Regions from separate parts of the Mus musculus genome. Here region 1 is linked to region 2. A link is a contact called in public Hi-C data. All regions are on one chromosome and are shown on one strand. The core of a region is the stretch at or near the end of the contact, and the rest is flanking DNA. Distances in the headings are between cores, read along the strand shown. Region 1 holds the start of Atl3 (atlastin GTPase 3). Region 2 overlaps Mark2 (MAP/microtubule affinity regulating kinase 2).

Evidence for each region. A called contact is a pair of places that touch in the nucleus more often than the background predicts.
Region 1: a Hi-C map of nephron progenitors shows a contact between it and region 2, with 4 times the contacts expected there. A contact is called at or near these places in 4 of 39 promoter capture datasets (the C10 cell line, the HPC-7 cell line, cranial neural crest and 1 more), 1 of 484 Hi-C or Micro-C datasets (nephron progenitors), 3 of 130 datasets of targeted methods (bone marrow-derived macrophages, effector CD8 T cells and extraembryonic endoderm stem cells) and 3 of 9 other capture datasets (adipose tissue, liver and pancreatic islet).

What each region holds. Positions count from the first base shown.
Region 1 is chr19:7,492,830-7,495,886 of GRCm38.p6, reverse strand. It overlaps Atl3 (atlastin GTPase 3), which reads right to left and starts at 1,449. Exons shown (of 13, transcript NM_146091.4): 1 at 1,226-1,449. The coding sequence starts at 1,271. Gm52401 (a long non-coding RNA gene) reads left to right here and starts at 2,093. Exons shown (of 2, transcript XR_003952920.1): 1 at 2,093-2,270; 2 at 2,840-3,057.
Region 2 is chr19:7,308,040-7,311,398 of GRCm38.p6, reverse strand. The region is part of intron 1 of Mark2 (MAP/microtubule affinity regulating kinase 2); the gene reads left to right. Among named protein-coding and RNA genes, the nearest start is that of Gm17227, 12 kb to the right of the region's middle.

The DNA of each region.
Region 1 (3,057 bases), core at 200-2,699, 180 kb before region 2:
TCTCTGCCTCCCAAGAGCAGGGATTAAAGGCGTGCGCCACCACCACCCCTCAACTGTTTTTCTTATGGTTATGACTATTACAAAAGACAGTAAACTACCGAAAATAAAACAATGTTGGTATTGGCCTTATGCTTCACTAGGTGAAAATGTTTTTCACCCATACATCCCCTCACGCATGTAAAAGCTGCACAGGAATTTCTAGAATACAAGCTGGTTTTCGTAGGAAGCAAAACAGCCCTCATTTGATGTTGCAGTTTGTATGTAAGCTGAATACTGACATAGAGTACAAATCCTTAACGTAGGTTTTACTTAACTCCACTTCTCCAAAACAAAACTGAGAACCATGACGTTTTAGACTGCTAGGGGTTTTTTTTTTTTTTTTTTTTTTTTTCTTCACCTTTTGCAAAACATTCCACTTCGTACTCAAATTTGAAGACTGGGGTTTGCTAAAAAATTCTTCAAACACTACTGTTGACTCTTCTTTTTTTTTTCCTTTAGATTTCGCAACTGAAACTTGCAATCATTTCAGGGCCATACCCATTAAACAAGCACAGTGCCAGGTAAAATGACAGGCGAAACTGCATCCATGAATTTACGGAGGGACTATTTGGTTTTCATTTAGTACTTTTACCACCTCATTTTATGTCTCCGGCAAAGCCAAAGGAACCAAACTTACTTTAAAAAAAAAAAAAACAAAACAAAAAACTTGCAAAACAAAACAACCAAATTTAGGCCAATTCTTTTATCACCAAACATGGAGATAAGCGCGGGTGGAAAACGAACTTTACTAATACTTGTCAGTATCTCAAGGTCTTTTCGTTTAAAATAAAACCTTTCAACTCCAAGGCTGCACCGCAGCATTCCAGCACTTTAAGGCTCAACAATAAAGCCTTCCGCCGATCCCGGCCCGTTAAGACGGACCGCCAACCTCGCTTCCCGACCCGGAGCGCGCCACCGCCCGGCACGCCCTGCCCAGCACAGGGCGGAGCTCGACGGGCCAGAACACCAGGCCGCAGGAGGCCGCGGGCTCCCGGCGGAGACTGGGAACGTTCCCCGCTCCAGGAGCCCCGGCCCTGAATTCCGAGCCGAGACACCCGGCGGTGCGGCCTCCCGTCGCCACACCAAAAAAGGCGGCGGCAGGGACGGCTTGTCACCTCGGAGCCGAAGCACTGGGAGGCAGCGTGGGTAACCACGGACCGGGTCCCGGGAAAATTGGACGCCTCACCTGCTCCTCTCGATGCCACCGCTGCAGTTCGCTGAGGGGACAACATGGAGCCTCCTCCTTCAGCAGAAGTAGCAGAGGCAGAGAAGACAGGAGCGGGTTGAGGCTGCCCTGGAGGAGGGAAACAGGCGGAGCCTGGACTTGGGGAGAAACCGAGAAGGAGGGGCGCGCGGAGAAAGCCTACAGCTCAGGAGACAGCCCTGCCGATGGCGCAGGGCGTGACGAGGGCGGGAAAGCGCACGCGGCCGAGTCCCGCCACCGTTCGGTGCGCGTGCGCCGGAGCGGGGATCGTGCCGCGGGTACCTGTGACTGCGTACTGGAATGTCGGGTCCATCGGGAATTGTAGTTCGGCGTTTTCTTGGGCCCGGCCCCTCTGACCCGGGTGTTCGCCCTCATCCGGGGCGTAGAGGAAACGGAGGACAGGACTGGGCCGAGTGGGTCTTCCTACCGCTGAACTACAACTCCCATTAGGCCTTGCAAAGGGAAAAAAATGAGGAGGGCTCTCGGAAGACCCTGCCCGGCGCCTAACCCGGGGACCAGGGCCGGGCTTTGGCCACCCGGTTCCCGCCGGGAGCCCCCACCCGGCCCGCGTGCTGGGCTCTGGTGTTCCTCGCTGGCCAGGACTACAGGTGGTGGTATGAAAGAATTAACATGATGACGCGAACGCTTCGACTTTGACTTCACAAGGACAGACCATCGTGACTTCATTATCATCACCATCACCCCTAATCTCTGATCTGACCAAGGCTTACTAAAAGCTAAAGTAACGCCGGTCGTGGTGGCGCACGCCTTTAATCCCAGCACTTGGGAGGCAGAGGCAGGAGGATTTCTGAGTTCGAGGCCAGCCTGGTCTACAAAGTGAGTTCCTGGACAGCCAGGGATACACAGAGAAACCCTGTCTCGAAAAACAAAAAAACAAAACAAAACAAACAAACAAAAAGCTAAAGTAAGACCTTACTAAGTCAGGCTCCGGGTGGCACGCTGGTAATCCCAGTACTGGAGACCAGGAGAGGAGGATCAGGTGTTCAATACCTTCCTGAACTACATAGTGAGTCTCTGTCTCATTTTCGCGCGACCTCAGACTATTCTGAGCCATGACCCACCTTTTGTAAACTTTAGACTTCTAGGACCGTGATTCAAAGTTACTTTACAAAAGGAAGTTGTTGGGAAATGCTTTTATTCATACTTGACATATTGTGAAAATACAATTTGCCACAACTAAATACTGTTTTCTAACAAATCCTATAGATGGAGGTAGTGTCACCCCAGTGACTTGATTTTTCCTCACCATTGTTTCGTTCATTCAGCAAATGTTTTCTTTATTCCTTCGGCCTACCCTGAACTTCCCTCTATCTCTACACCCTGCCAAGCCTTTCAGCTATCTTTACTTCCTGAGCAATTATGCCAAAGGTTATGAGGTAAAAATTATTCGTAGCCTACCTAAAGAAATCCTGTTTACACTTCTTTAACCCCTCTTTGAGCCCCTTTACCCCCCAAACTCTCAAGACTGTTAGGAAACTCTCTTCTAGCTTTTAGATTTAAACCAAATTAGATCTTCTAGGCTATTGTGTAGTTGTTTCTTCTAAGGTGGACATGACCATTGCTGTCTTGAATCAGCCACAGGAGACTCATTGGAGGAAGGTGTATATCCAAGAGCAAATTGACCAGAAGGACTCTTCCATTACTGAAGCTGCCCATGGAACTCATCAGGAGTGCAGGTTCTTTGTGAATCACCCACGCTCCAGGTGAGATTTTTAATTTGTATAGTTGCCTATAAACTGCCCAAGGGACTTCCTGGTGATGTAACTGCCTTTGAGTCACCCGTGTACCTATAA
Region 2 (3,359 bases), core at 94-2,593:
GGCAGAAGGGCTCAAGAGTGTGGCGCGGGAAGCACTGATTTCACACCAACTCGGTCCTGCTGCTGCTGAGGACCCAGATTTTTCTTTGGGCATATGAGTTGCTTTCCTTTCATCTGAGTACTAACCAGGCCTGACTCTGTTTGCTTAGTTCAGAGATCTGAGGACATGGGAAGCTTCAGACTGTTGGTAGTAACTGTTCCAGGGTTGTGCAGGACCATCGTGGATAGACAGGATTGAAAACATGATTCTTCCTCATTTCCTTGTAAGACTCTTGACTTTCTCGCTTCTCCTGGTTTGAACCAAGAAGAAAGCTCTGACTGGTGGTAGAACTAAGGACCTGTTAGACAGGTCTGCTTGGGCTGGCTCCCCTCCCCCACCTGGGCAGGGAGACTGAAACTGCTGCTTGCTGGGCTTTGCCAAATCAGTTTCTCCTGGAGGATTATCTGCTCACTGCAGGCAGGCAGCTCCCCACCCAGGAGCCAGCCACTGTGGGAATCATGCGGGTGGGGGCAGGCTCTGCTCAGCTTGCTGGGTGTGCTGCTTGCCTGCCAGGCCATGAGCATGCACGAAGGCTTCCTGCTCACTGAAGGCTGAATTGCCTGGAGGCCTGAGGGAAATAGACTGTGTCGTAGTGCCTTGCCCTGGGCCTCGTGGCCACATTCCTGACTGGGAGGAGCAGGGAGTTTGCGGATGGGGCAGATGAAGTCTTTGGAAAGAGACAAATCACCCTTTTAACACCTTGAGTTTAGAATTGATGTTTCATTTCAGTGTTTTCAATCCTAGCCTAAAATTTTTCAGCGTGTGGGCCTAGTGTCCACAGAATGCTGGGCAAGGCTCCTACGAGAGTCAGGCTTCTTCGCAGGCCCACTTGATATTAGCCAAGATCAGGAAGTGGGCTTCATGACAGGCAGCCCCTTCTCACTTTCTGCCTCCATCTCAGGGCCAGGCCTAGAAAGCTTGAGCGCGTACTCTATTCACCCTGGACAGAGCCTCAGAGCCTTTACAATGTGGAGACAGGTCCTAGGAGGGAGAGTGATTTGTTCAGAGTTATATAACTTGTTTGGGCAGATTTGGGTCTTGACTAGATCTCCCCTGGGGCCCTTGGTACTTGCCCCATAGCCCTCACTTGAATGGTGGTTCTCCTTAGAAGGCTTGTAGACTTCTATGTCAGGAAGTGATCTGGGAAAGGACAGGTGGAAGGGCAGCAGGGCAGCAGGTCCCAGCTTAGCACACCAAAGACACTGGGTTCTTGCCAGGGACTATGACCATTCAGGTGCCAGAAGGCCCTAGGGGATGAATTTAAAACAGTAGGTAGCATTCCATCCCTGGCTCAGGTCAAAAGGGTCACATGGATCAGAGCTGGGTTAAGGGCTATTGGGTAACAAGGAAATCAGGGCACCATGACCCCATAATATTCAGTTTGACTTAGGAAAGCGTTTCTGGAGGCCTTGCTAGTGGCTGTTGCTGCTGGGCCAGGGCACCAAGAACACAGAAGTGACTGAATCCTGAAAACTTCCCTGGGGACTGCTTTTATTTTTGTATACCACTAAGCAAGATAACCACTAAGGAGACCAGCCAATGAGCAGCAGCAGTCCCTCCCCTACAGCTAAGCTGAGAATGCTGAGGGAGACACAGTAGACTCGGCTAAGTAAGTTAGGTGGAAGCTAGCTGGAAAGCTTCCTCATAAGAGTAAAGTCTGACCTGAGCTGACAAGAAGGAAGGATGGGAGCTCTGTGGATAGAATATAGCCCAGGGAAGGAGGAGAGCTACAGCAAAACCCTAGCAGTCTATAAACAATGCAAACCTTGCAGGTAGGTGTCTGGGGCCTAGTTGCTGCCAAGTAAAGGAAGTCAGCCAGCCCTTCATACAGTGGTAGAAACGGTTGGGAAACCTGAGTCCAGTTGGAAATCACCTACCTACCTACCTACCTACCTACCTTCCCACCTTCCTTCCTTCCTTCCTTCTCTCTCTCTCTCTCTCTCTCTCTTCCCCCCCTTTCTCCCCCCCCCCACATACTCACATAGATGTATTAGATGTAAGTTGATTGTAGGAAAGGGTAAGAGATTTTTATTTTCTATACATTTGCCTTTTTGTTTTGCGTATGTGAATGCAATGTAGGTCAGAGGAGAACTTGGAGGAATTGGTTCTGTCTTTCCACCCTTGAATTTCTAGGGACCCATCACAGGTCATCAGTCTTGGCATTGTATCTATTTGTGCTGAGCCATCCTACCAGCTTGAGACAGAATTGTATGAAAGGTGTGTTTGGGGTTTGACTCTCTATGCCTAGTATACGGGGCACCTTGTTGACGGAATGCTCACTTGGTGCTCCCTCTACTACCACAAGCCATGTTGTACAGGAGGGAGGAGAGATTTATGTATGTGGGCAGTAGGCTGTCTGAGGGTTTAGTCCCTGTGAGAGACTTTGCTTTGCAGCAGGGTTAGCTGGAGACACTGGTACAGCCAGAGATCAGGTTTGCTTTCCCTTTTCCATAGGGAATGACTCTTTGTCTTGGCTGCCACTAAAGGTTCTAGGGGGTCAGTGTGCTGTAGTAATTGGTGAAAAAGAAGAATCTAATGACTGCCTTGCCCCCACCCCTACCTCAGACATTCCTGTTTGTCACCAAACAGCACCTTTCAGTAGTAGTCTTGGGATCTATTCTGGGGAAGGGAGCACCCTCCTTTCTCTGCAGAAGCCTCATGTGTAGCTTCTGCTCTACACTTGACTACAGACAGGATTCCACAGCACAGATAACAAGAGCCTCTCTTCTTATCCTTCAGTCACAAGTGCTCAGACCTTACTTGAGATAACCGAGATGACCATGCTTCGTACTACAGGGCAAAGGATCAGAGCCTGACCTCAGGCTAGAAGGAGCTGTGTCTGCCTTGGAGGCTTCATGAGGCAGCTTTTACTGCTTGCCTGTCTCCCTCCAGGGATGTGCTGTATATCATGCAAGTCTGCCTTTTCCCAGAGAGCATGCACCTGCAGTGTTCTAGTTTGAATAGGAGATTTATTCAGCGTTCTTGGCAGGAGCCCAGCCCACTTCTGCCCAGGTTGGTTCTCCTCCCCTTTCCAGCTTGTTTGATGTGCTTGTTGCCCAGAGTTCTTAGGCAGCCGATCAGCTCTGTAGTGGCTAGAGATTGGAGATCTTGCAGCGGGAACACAGCTGCCCCCTTTCCAGGCCTCTAGGGTGGGGCTTGAAAATAGAGAATCATAATCTCTCCGCCTCCTCTTCCTCCTCCTCCTCCTCCTCCCCACTCCCATGCTGCCAGGCAAACTGGAGTGACCAACTCTGAGCGGGACTCAGCTTGCCCGCTTCACTGCTCTGTACAGCAGCAGTGATCTGGAAGAGATTAATGGA